Linked DNA regions of Sus scrofa: all the other regions are linked to region 3. A link is a contact called in public Hi-C and HiChIP or PLAC-seq data. All regions are on one chromosome and are shown on one strand. Each heading gives the region's core, a stretch centred on a gene start, on an enhancer-like site or on the middle of the called end of the contact. The rest is flanking DNA. Distances are from core to core; before and after follow the strand shown.

Region 1 (4,073 bases), core at 1,085-3,584, 390 kb before region 3:
GAGGGAAGATACTATATTCCTACCTACTCTTATCTTTGCTCACTAGTAATTTTCAGATAAAGTAAGACTGGGGAGTTATTAAAAATATAAAGCTTACTGAAGTAAAACTTCTGTAAAGAATTTAAAATTTTTAAAAAACTACTTTATTTTTCATGTCTTCTAGCTGAATAAAGCCAAATGAGAAAAAACTTTAAAATTTTCTCCAAGGAAATGTCCTAGCAAAAAAATATCCAAATTCTTAATATAGTCACCAAGTACTGAAGGTCTGCTATGTATTGGGTATAATTCTAGGCACTTGAAAAAAAATCAAGGGAGCATATATGTTCTGAGGGAATACAGAAAATAAACAATATTGGTAAAAAAAAAAAAATACAAAAAAAGAAAAAGTAGAGCAGAGTGAAATCTATAGACCAGAGTGCAGAGATATTTTTTAAAAGCCACTAATTTCAAAAAACACCTAGTATCACTCCTGCCCCATTCTCACTGTGTGCACAATTTGGTTTGCTTGTTTTAGGAAAATTATGCTGAACCAAGCAAAACAGCATTTATACTCTATACCTTAAGTAATATGATAAAAATTCTAAATGCCTAACCAGTTTTCACTGATGTGAAATATGTACTGGGAAAATAACAGAGACACTTAAACCAATACAAACAACTTGGAAATGCAGCACTTTTAAAAACCTTTTTTTCCTTCTCAACCCAGACAAAAAGCCACACCAGAAGTTAAAGCAAAACATCCTGATTAGATTAGCACCAGCTTCACTGGTGGCCAGCAACTGACTCCATAACAGGGTGGGGCAAGAAAAGAAAGTTCTTCTCTTTAGGGGCTGAATGCCTGCAACAGCCTTTATTCGGGCAATAGCCTGAAGCAACCCATCCTTTATTGGAACCATGACTGATGCAGGTTTATTGTTTTCCTTTGTGGAACCCCAAAGGACATAATGTTTATTGTTCATTTCCTCTATGGAGTGGCTGTCAATCCAGCCTAAGCAATGTAGGGTCCAAACTTGGGTTTGGCAAGCTCTAGTCTTCAGGCTAAATCCCATAGGGATAGTACTGGTGAATGCCAGGCCTGGCTTAAAGTTTAAAAATTCCCTTGGCCAAATCTCATAATATACATGGTTTAGCCAGATGTTGGGACTTGGTCCCAGAAAACCAATCCTTTTCTACACTGGAGAAAAGACACAAGAACAATTCCTACTGTTCCTGATGTCCTTGACAGTCCTGCCCTCAACATGTTGGCATTCTATCAAGAATTCTGTACTGGGGATCCCTACAAGTTGTATGCTGCCCAAGAACAATGACTTTGTCTTATATCAAGCAATCTAGAAGCAGAGGGACACAAGATTCATCCCAACTGGACACTACAATTCTACACAGTGTCCCACTAGAACACGCCATCTCCATTTCTTGAGTCTTATCATATACAACACTGTGAGTAAAATACAACAGCCAACTTCTTTACAGCTTTTACTGCTATTTGTACATGCTAAACAAATTAATGAAGATCTTTTCAGTTGCATACAATCCACCTCCAAATTATCCTGTGAGCCATCAGTGTCAATGGTAGAGGAATGCAGCCAGATCATCTAAGCTTCACTATCTCTCTTTACCTTCCACCTCATTCTATTCCCTTCTAACATTTGCCCAGTTCTGAAGTTGGCCTATTTAAGCAATGGAGAATGAGGAATTCAGATCGTGAACATGCTCTATGTTTGTGCCAAGGCTGCAGAACCACCCCACTGGCCAAGCTGAGGAATGTGGGTCTCTTGTACCATCCCATGTGTCTGGCTATAGGACCCCAAAATACCATCAGCAACAAGCATCCAGTTGGCAACTGTATCTTTCAGACTTGCTCATAAACACATACCTATATATACACCCACATATCACATTTCCCAGCCCAATGAGGTAAGGGTGCCTTTTTGGTCTTGAGTTTCTAGTAATAACCTAAACTATGGTGGGCTAAAATGTCATCCAGCTCATATCCACAAGTGCTTTCTTAAGAGGTTTCCTGACACCATGGCTTCCAATTTCGGTATTTTTAAATCCGCTTGCACATTAAAACTTTCATACCTCTGGTATCAAAAGCAAGTGTGCAGATGAAACAGAAACACAGTCTGCCCATGAACAAGGAGATTGTTAGCTTGTTTCAGTGTCAAAATGTCATCTATGCTAGTATATATATTTTTTATTCTCTAAAAAATGTTTCCCTTCATCCGTTAAAAATTTAAAGTGAATTGAAAACTCTTTGGGAATGCAACCCCTGTGTGATTGACAGTGACAAGCACACATACCTTGAAAGCTCCACTGTAATGTTTATACTTAATAAAAACAAATACTGTGGCATCTGAGAGTAGCCTAGTCAGCCATGTAGCTTTCTACCTAGCATCTTGTAAATTAATCTGGGTGTTTATGCTGTAGATCACTCATGATGAACACATTGCTATAGCAACATGCATTTCTTCCATTTTTTTCCTGCTAATTACACTAACATCACCATCAGCTACCAAATCTTTGAATTCCTAATGAATGTATGTGAAAAGCAATGTCTTGATAACACTCTTTTAGTATGTCCTTACCTACAATGTAAGGAAAGAAAAAAATGCATAAAATTTGATTATTTTCAATTTATTGTTAAAACTTGTCAATGTAAGGTTAATCCACACTCAAATTTGAACATGTTGAAGGAGGTGTCCATTTATAACAACGTGTGTTTCTTTTTTCTTTGTCTTTTGTCTTTTTTTTTTTTTTGTCTTTTTACTGCAGCACCCGCAGCATATGGAGGTTCCCAGGCTAGAGGTCTAATCGGAACTGTTGCTGCTGGCCTACACCATAGCCACCCCAGCCACAGCAACTCCAGATCCGAGCCGCATCTGTGACCTACACCAGAACTCACAGCAACGCTGGATCCTTAACCCACTGAGTGAGGCCAGGGATCAAACATGCAACCTCATGGTTCCCAGTCAGATTCGTTTCCTCTGCGCCACGATGGGAACTCCGAGAACAACATATATTTCAAAGAGAGAGAACACGGTGATCTCAGGTAGAATTCTTTCCTCCTATGCCCGTTACCATACTATCTTCATCATTTGTGCCTTCATTAAATTAACATTTGAACACAAGGAAGTATTATTTAAACCTATGAACTGCTAGGCTCCTATGCTTCTAAGTAGCTCAACAGGCAATGCTATAAACATTGAAATGTATTTAAATTCAGCCTTCTAGTAAAGGATCTAATGAAAGACTATAGAGATTTTAGTTGATATATAGCATGCAGTTAAGACATTTCTGGAAAATCCATGTTTATCAACACTACATGATAAAAGAAAGACCCATCCTAGGTAATTCTCCAAACCACTGAATCTTTCAGAAAAAATACTGATGTATAATTGACTTACAATATTATATAACCCTCAGGTGTACAACATAGTGATTCAATATTTTCACACATTACAAAATGAGCATAATAAGTTCCAATCTGTCCTCACAATGCAATATTTTATAAGTTATTATAAGAGTATTGACTATATGCTCTATGCTGTATATTTCTTTTATAACTGGAAGTTTGTACCTCTTAATCCTCTTCCCTTATTTTGCTCATTTCACTATTTCACAGTCTGAAAAGTCTTTGTTAAGTATTCATCTCAGTTGTACACTGAGTATGTTGGAAAATGTTTTACTCTATCCAGCAATCAAAGGTCTACACTGGTCACAGAAATAGATATTTCCTGTCATCCACTGATTAAATTATTAGGGCTTATTTCAAATATGTCTAACACAGCCAAGTTGTTTAGGCCTAAAAGCCTGGCTCAGTTCACTAGTAAAACTGAAATTGTCCAAGATGATTCAGCTAAGGTGAAAAAAAGAGGTTTTCAACAATTCAACAGATAGTTGAATGTCAGGGACAAATGAGGAACAGAGGTGGGAGAAAGACAGCTGGACTCCCCTAGATGAATAAACTACTTCAACAAAATTCGATGATCATTCAGTGACTGTTTCAGCCAGATTTTCTCCACACAATTTCCTCTTCTAGGTTTTTCTACCTATTCTAAGTTATCTAGAAGTGA
Region 2 (3,692 bases), core at 754-3,253, 500 kb before region 3:
GTACCACCTATGTAATACGTATTGTCATGATGCTTTACATTTTTAAGTATTTTTCTGATATTATCACCAACATATAAATAGAATGGGGAAATAAATAAGACAATGAGTGGATTTCTCCTGAGGACCATGCAGCTTGTTATGTAGTAAGAATTAGAGGTGGAACACTTTAACCTTTCATAGGCTTTCTTTTCTCCTCATGAATTGAGGAATTGGCCTAAAATAAATCCCAGTATTACCACTGTGCTTCTGTGGCAGTGACTCTGCAGAGTCACTGTTCAGGCTCTATTGCCAGAATTGGTCATATGTAGCTCTAGGGTCTTTTTTTCCTCTCGTGATGACTTTTTCCTCTTATTGACCTTCACCACTCCACAGAGCTGCAGAGTGGGTGCCCAGTGCTCCAAACCTGGCCATTCATGTATAAGGCAATGTCTTTAATTTCAGAAGCAGCTTGCGTAGTGGTGATTTCCTTTAAAATTCTACTAGTAGACAGAAATAAAAATGACCACTTTTTTTGCCCTTTCACTTCACTGGGGCTGCACTCAAGCTATTACTCATATAATTCAAGTATAAAAATAAAACCCACTGAATATTCAAGGTGAAAGTTTGGAGTGTGTCTTAGGATTTTTTTTTTTTTTTTTTTTTTACTTCAAACTACTGAATGTATTCATTTTCCATTTCACTTGGTATTTACTAACCTCGGGAGGAGAGGGGTGTCTCATGAGAGTTTTACAGTAAGAAAAGTAAGAAGAATATATTGACAAGAAGAGCTCTTTCATGTGACGGGACTGGCTAACCTTAGCGAATACAGTGTTAACACCAGAGACTGAAGATACTTTTTAAACAGCAAGAAATACAGAGTAAAGAGTGATGTAAATTGTGTTATCAATAAGACAGTTTAGATTGTGTTTTCAAGGCTTTCCATATTTGAACTGACTCAAATCCTTTGCCAGAGAATGACGCCCCAATCACTCTCTGAAAGTAATCAAACACATTAAGCTGACTTTCTAATGGCATGAGCAGGATCTTCCTCCTCAGGACAAGTATGATTTTGAAACCAAGAAACTTTAGTTTGCCCTTCAAGAAAAGTGATTTATAGGACTTGGTGTGAGGGAAAAAAAGGAACCCTGCTTTACCCAAAAAGGAGATGAAAACCTTGCCTGAAGCAGTGTTGTGACATTGCCAATGTGAGAGGGTTGTGAAATCCTGAGTGTATGTTTTTGTGGTGATGTCTGAAAGTACTGGTTACTGTACTGATGTCTCGGTATCATGCATCTCTATTTCCGGATCTACTTCCTTATAATTGCTAATGAAAACAGAGCTGTGAGCAGAGCAGTGTATAAGTCTCCGCTTCAATTCTTCTGTTGTTTTCATTGATAGATGGCTTCCTCTGAAAGTTTCAGAACAAGTCTCTTCCACTTTTAAGAAAGAAAATAAATTCTGTCTTTTCCTAATTAAAGAAATGTACTGTACTTGTTAAGGTTATTTAACTTTTGTCCTGTAAGCTATCAATTTCTTTATTCTTCTAACCCTAGGCATCCATTAAACCACTCTGATTGTTAACGTGCATTTTGCAAATAATCAACAGACTAAATCACAGTAACTAAGGAAAATCAGGACAAGCCTAATAGTAGCCAAGCTCTAAATAGGACTTTAAAATAAAAATAGAACATGTGACTCAGAATACAGTACTAGTTTTTCATCTTACAGATGTTCCCAGCCATCAGAGTCAGCGTGGGCTATGACACTGGTAAGTGTGGGCCAGAAGGGTAAAAATTTGGAGAGAATGAAAGGTTTTTATTCCCTAGACTTTCTTCCTATTACCTCATGTTACTTCAGGTTTTATAGAATGCACAGAAAACTTTGTCTACTCATTTCTTATTTGCCTTAATAAATAGCAAGCTTTTGGTGAGCCTTAAATTAGACAGAATATCCTCCCTCGTCTGGTGGCATTTAGGTTTACAAAACACACCTTAGGAAACAACATCTGGCTTCAGTCACTTGCTAGCTAAGTGTCGTCACCTCATGAAACAAAACTCGCCAATGATTTCTGTCATGACACACCATGCATAGGGCCAACCAGAGAGAAAAGATAGCATCTCTGACCAGGGAAGGGACACAACAGAAATGCTGCCATGATATTTATATCCCACCTACTCAGAAGACCAATTGAGAAACTCCATATGGACTCCAGTTTGCCACTAGCCCACAGAATTGAAATCTCTTAACTGGCTTAAATTAAGGATTTGGGGATAAGTATAAAACTTTGAAGATATTTATTTTCATAATTCTAGGCAGTTTATTTTCATATGGTTCTCATCCTACCTAATTCTCTTTTAGCTGACACATTAGGTGAAGGAAATGCATTCTTAGAAAGCTTATAGATGAAAGGGCCAGGTATCATCGGGAAAAAAAAAAAAGTCAAATAACTCTAAGGTGCATTAATGACAGAAAGGGTGTCTGTATCCAGATTGAGACAAAGATAAAGAGAAGCTAGCCTACAGGGAGGTAGATTGGTTGATTTAAATTATCTGAGAGGACTGAAACCCCTTCCTCTTACTTCTCAACACTGCCCAAATGGCAGGTGGTACAAGTCCAGTTCCCCAGTAAGTTCCTGTAAACAAAACTACTTATTTATAGACAAGCTTCTCAGTACTGTTTTCAGGAGCTCAGTCAGACTGCAACTTAGAACCACCTATCCACTGCAAAGAAAAATAAAGACATAAAACCCTGTCTTCAAAAATGTGCTTTATAGCCAGAACTAGGTAATCTGACACTCTTTGTATTTGGAGGACCCTCAGAATCATGACTGAGAACTGATGTAAAGAAACAGAAGGAAGCCCATGAGCCTCTGCTTTAGAACAACAACAACAAAAAAAAACTAGGCTGACATCATGGAAATCTGCTAGCAGACCTAAGCAAAATGTGTTGTATCTACTTCTCCTTTCTATTCTTTTTCTTTCTATTGGGCATTCATGGGAATCAGCCATGATGGAGGAATCAATGAGCCTCACTCAGTGTATAGATACATCATAAAGGGGAAAGCAGAGATTACTGAAATATTGAAGGAATTTCTGCCTGATTTACTTACATAAGACAAAGTAAAATAATAATTCTGATACTGCCTTCCTTTTAAATGTATATATTTCATTGCACTTTCATTTATTACCATATTTCTCCTTTGGATATGTACAGATATACACAGATACATATATAGATTAACTCAGCTTATATTTATTTCAGAAGATAAATTCTTCTATTGTTTTAATCCAGACGTGTTACATATAGAGAAAAGTAGGAAGAAGTATAGTTGCTTGGAAAGATTAACAATATGGAAGTTTTTAATGTAATGGATAAATAATATAATTTCACATATTCACCAATTTTTGTTTATTGACTGTCAAACTCAAGGCATCCTGTTTGCTCTGAAGTGGATACAACTGCAAAGATACATAAATATAAACTTACTCTTTGGGAAATAAATTTCACCAAAGAAATAAAAATTTCTATTAAAGCAGAGGTATACTTGCTCATTGCTGGCACACAGTAGGTACTTATTACATATTTATTGAATGAGTGTGTAAAACATAAAATCAGATAATTCCAATATAATGTAGGATATAAATTCCAAACATGATTAAATATTATGGGATTTCAAAGGAAGCAGGAATCATTTTTAGATGAATTATCAGTAA
Region 3 (3,677 bases), core at 671-3,170:
CTATTTTATCTAGCTTTTAAAAGTTAGGTATATTGCCTTTGGAATGGATTAGCAATGAGATTCTGCTGTGTAGCCCTGGAAACTATGTCTGGTCACTTATGATGAAGCATGATAATGTGAGAAAAAAGAACGTATACATGTATGTGTAACTAGTCACCATGCTGTACAGTAGAAAATTGACAGAACACTGTAAACCAGCTATAATGGGGGAAAAAATCATTATATAAAAAATAAATAAATAAATAAATAAATAAATAAAAGTTAGGTAGAGTCAAATGAATGAGTAAACTGAAGATACTGTTTTGCTGGACATTTAATCAAAGTGCCTATTTTTTTCCTTCAAAAAAATACTCTATGGAAAGTTCCTGTTGTGGCTCAGTGGTAATGAATCAGACTAGTAACCATGAGGATGTGGGTTTGATCCCTGGCCTCGCTCAGTGGGTTAAGGATCTGGCATGGCCATGAGCTATGTAGGTTGCAGAAGCGGCTCAGATCCTATGTTGCTGTGGGTGTGGCGTAGGCCAGCAGCTGTAGCTCTGGTTGGACCCCTAGCCTAGGAACTTCCGTTTACCACAGGTGTGGAACTACAAAGACAAAACAAAACAAAACAAAATACTCCATGGTTTGTAGCCTGAAAATTACAGAACCAGATCAAAGCTAGACCATTGTATCTTGGATTCAAGTTTTTGCCAAACACTACAGCTAGAAAGGATGGGGGGCTGATAATTGGGTCACAAAGACCGAAACAATGTAGATGAGAAAAATAATTTAGATGTTATGATATTTTTCCACTATCTCAGTGCATCCATTTACCTGCTCATATGAGAACAACCAGTAGTGCTGATGAAAGTATTAAAAGTACTTAAAAAAATAGGGGCTGGGGGAAATGGGTTACTCATATTTGATAAAAGTGGCCTGCTTAATAGCTAGAACACTTTAGAATTCTGTATTGAAAATAAGTGTTGTTGTTCAATTATGCTGTCATTTTCAATTCCCTGACAGTCTGCTAAGTTAAATGGCCCTCTGGGGACAGAGAAGACACACAATCTTCTAAGCATAAAAGTTAGCCATACGTAGGCAATAGCGTCATTGAACTAAAAAAATATCTTATAAGCTCCTTCAGGACCTTTGCCATAGGCACGAGAAATCTTCTGCTTCAAAAATAGAAATAAATCAAAACAAAGACACTCAAGGGCTCCACTCAGGTGATGATAAACATTATATCTTGATGATTGTATCCTATAGCCATCCACATGTAATTTTCACAGTTTTCCATATAGTTATGAAAGAGTTACTTCTCCACTTTTTAAAAATAGAGGAAGAAGCCCTTTCTAACTCTGGTCCCACAGAACACCTGTTGCAGATGCCACTGAGTCTTGAGCTTAGCTGTCTCGTCCTGCTCACAGGCTCGGCCGTCTTCCCCTTCTTTCTCATGCCAGCCAGTATCATATGTCAAAGACGAATGCATCAGTGCTGAAGTCAGAGAATCACATAACACCAGGGGAAACAAGGCCAGTCAGAGTGTCTCTACACTTTCAAAAAATAAAACTAAAGCAAAATGGCCAAAAGATACCCTCAAAATTTTGAATATTGTCATTGAAATTCAAGGTCTCAGATAGAAACTCTGAGGTCAGGTGGCAAGACTCTGCGTTTAAGTTCCATACTTTTCAGTCTATAATTTTTTTCAAAATCTAGTCATCTTGTAAAAACAGTATAGTCTCATGAGGAAAGGAAGTACATTTGAAATGTATTATGTTCTTATAACTACCAAGAGACCATCTGAACATAAAGTATAGAAACTTTTCCATCCAGTCTTTCCATCATCCAGTAAGTCACCAAGTCTTTGCCTCCAAGGTGCTTCTTAACCCTACCCCCTTCTTCCCGTTCTTATCCTACTGTCCTGGCTCAGGCTCATGGCAACACTCCAGAACTATTTCCAGAGATCCCTAATTCATCTCCCAGCTTGACACTGCATCCCACTGCAGCCTTCCTATGACTCCTTAGTCTTTCTCAAAACCTCAAACCAGTTGTAGGTCATCATTCAGATGCATAACATCCAGCAACGGTTTCCCAGCTCTTTCGGTATTAACCATGAGCCTCTTATCTCTGGCCATCCCTGCTCTCTTAAACTCCTTCTTACCTTCTGCCACTGCCATCAAGAACCCTTGCACTCCAAGTCTAATAATAGCAAATATTTAAATTGCTCTTACAATGAAATTTACAAAAAAATAACTCATTCATTTGCGTAACAGCTCTTAAAAGTAGATGTTCATATTATGCCCTTTCCATACTTGAGGGAACTGAGGCACAGAGAGTTTAAGTAATGGCCCAAAGTCGAACCCAGGCTGTCTGCCTCCAGAGTGGATGCTGCCACTTTCCAAACGGTGTCAAGGCTGCTTGCCTTTGTGTATGCATTCCTGGCACTCTCCTGCTTCATGTTATTGAGCTCTCCCTTGTCATCACTCAGAATTTGTTCAACGATTCAGAATTTCCTGACTCTTTTAGAAGGAACTATGCACCTCTCCTTGATTCTCTCATGCAGCCTGTCCCCACATTATTTATCTCATTTCATTTTAAGTGGACTATCTAGGCACACGTCTCTCTCCTGTACACTCATCCTTCGGTGGGCAAACTTAGTCTTATTCAGTTTGTATTCCCAGCTCAAAATATAAGAGAGAGAATGCAGTAGATATTCAGTAAATTTTGGTTAACTGAGTTAAGGAAAAATCGATCTTCTACACATCAACTTTTAATACTGTTGATGTAAAAAAAGAATACTGCAAAGAAATAATGTAATTTTAAATTGAAAAAGATATACCCTTGACCTGTAATTCATTAAAAAAAATGTATTCTGATGCTGTGTACAAAGAACTGCTAATTAATTATTTGATTAAATGGCCGAGCACTATTGACCAATAAAGTCTTATTAACTTCTCTAACATATTTAATGGAAAACCTGAAGAACTGATATATAGCAGTAAATGAATTGCAGGTTGGTACCTCAGACCATCACAAATTCCTTAAAATAATGGACCTCTTATCACTTAAGTTGAAGTAATTTCAAAGATGAAAGCAAGTGGTAGTAAAGAAGAAAACAGGATGGGGTTGTACTCTTGGTATAGGGAAATACAGCAAGTCATTATAATACATTAGTAATAGTGACATTTGTAGATTTCAGTTGACAGTCATTCATCCACTATTTAATCCTTTCCTTTCAACAGCCAAAATGAAAAGTCACTGCGTTTAAAATTACATTTTGTCATATCTCCGTACATTAAAGCTTTTAACAGGCTAATCTTATGGTTACTGATGATTATAAGATCAAGTTCAGTTGAGTTTTTGTAATCATTAGATTTAATAGAAATAATCATCAGCACAGCAGTGCCTTGTGTTGGATTATTCACTTTCCTGTTAGTGCCCTTTGTTTCCAGTTTGATAATGTAGTTGCTCTTTATTGTGTAGGAAGTACCAGTATGCTCAAGGATATACTGTTTCATGCTTGAGACCAAAAAAAAGGGGAGCAAGGGACAGAAAGAAAACCCTTTAGAAATCTTTTTAAAAATTTAGGAGAATTTGATAATCTACAGAGCTATTTGATAATAAGGCAAAGGATATTTATGTATATTGGTTAATAATTTTAATTGGCATTTACTATAAATTAAATTTTATATAAAAAG

Evidence for each region. Hi-C and Micro-C count contacts between places; a contact is called where the count stands out from the background. HiChIP or PLAC-seq counts read pairs in DNA pulled down with a chosen protein or histone mark.
Region 1: a Hi-C map of skeletal muscle shows a contact between it and region 3, with 5 times the contacts expected there. The contact joins two enhancer-like sites. A contact is called at or near these places in 1 of 47 Hi-C or Micro-C datasets (skeletal muscle) and 1 of 2 datasets of contacts at active chromatin or transcription factors (skeletal muscle).
Region 2: an H3K27ac HiChIP or PLAC-seq map of skeletal muscle shows a contact between it and region 3. The contact joins two enhancer-like sites. A contact is called at or near these places in 2 of 47 Hi-C or Micro-C datasets (embryonic fibroblasts and subcutaneous adipose tissue) and 2 of 2 datasets of contacts at active chromatin or transcription factors (alveolar macrophages and skeletal muscle).

The regions. Positions count from the first base shown.
Region 1 is chr2:96,536,727-96,540,799 of Sscrofa11.1, reverse strand. The region is part of intron 5 of LOC102159394 (a long non-coding RNA gene); the gene reads right to left. Among named protein-coding and RNA genes, the nearest start is that of MEF2C, 320 kb to the right of the region's middle. Within about 2 kb of position 2,334, at least 3 of the 83 cell types and tissues checked have an H3K27ac peak or open chromatin away from gene starts, as enhancers often do. A contact at or near this core is called in skeletal muscle, where this site is marked.
Region 2 is chr2:96,643,907-96,647,598 of Sscrofa11.1, reverse strand. No RefSeq gene overlaps it. Among named protein-coding and RNA genes, the nearest start is that of MEF2C, 430 kb to the right of the region's middle. Within about 2 kb of position 2,003, at least 16 of the 83 cell types and tissues checked have an H3K27ac peak or open chromatin away from gene starts, as enhancers often do. A contact at or near this core is called in skeletal muscle, where this site is marked.
Region 3 is chr2:96,148,059-96,151,735 of Sscrofa11.1, reverse strand. The region is part of intron 5 of MEF2C (myocyte enhancer factor 2C); the gene reads left to right. Among named protein-coding and RNA genes, the nearest start is that of MEF2C, 67 kb to the left of the region's middle. Within about 2 kb of position 1,920, at least 2 of the 83 cell types and tissues checked have an H3K27ac peak or open chromatin away from gene starts, as enhancers often do. A contact at or near this core is called in skeletal muscle, where this site is marked.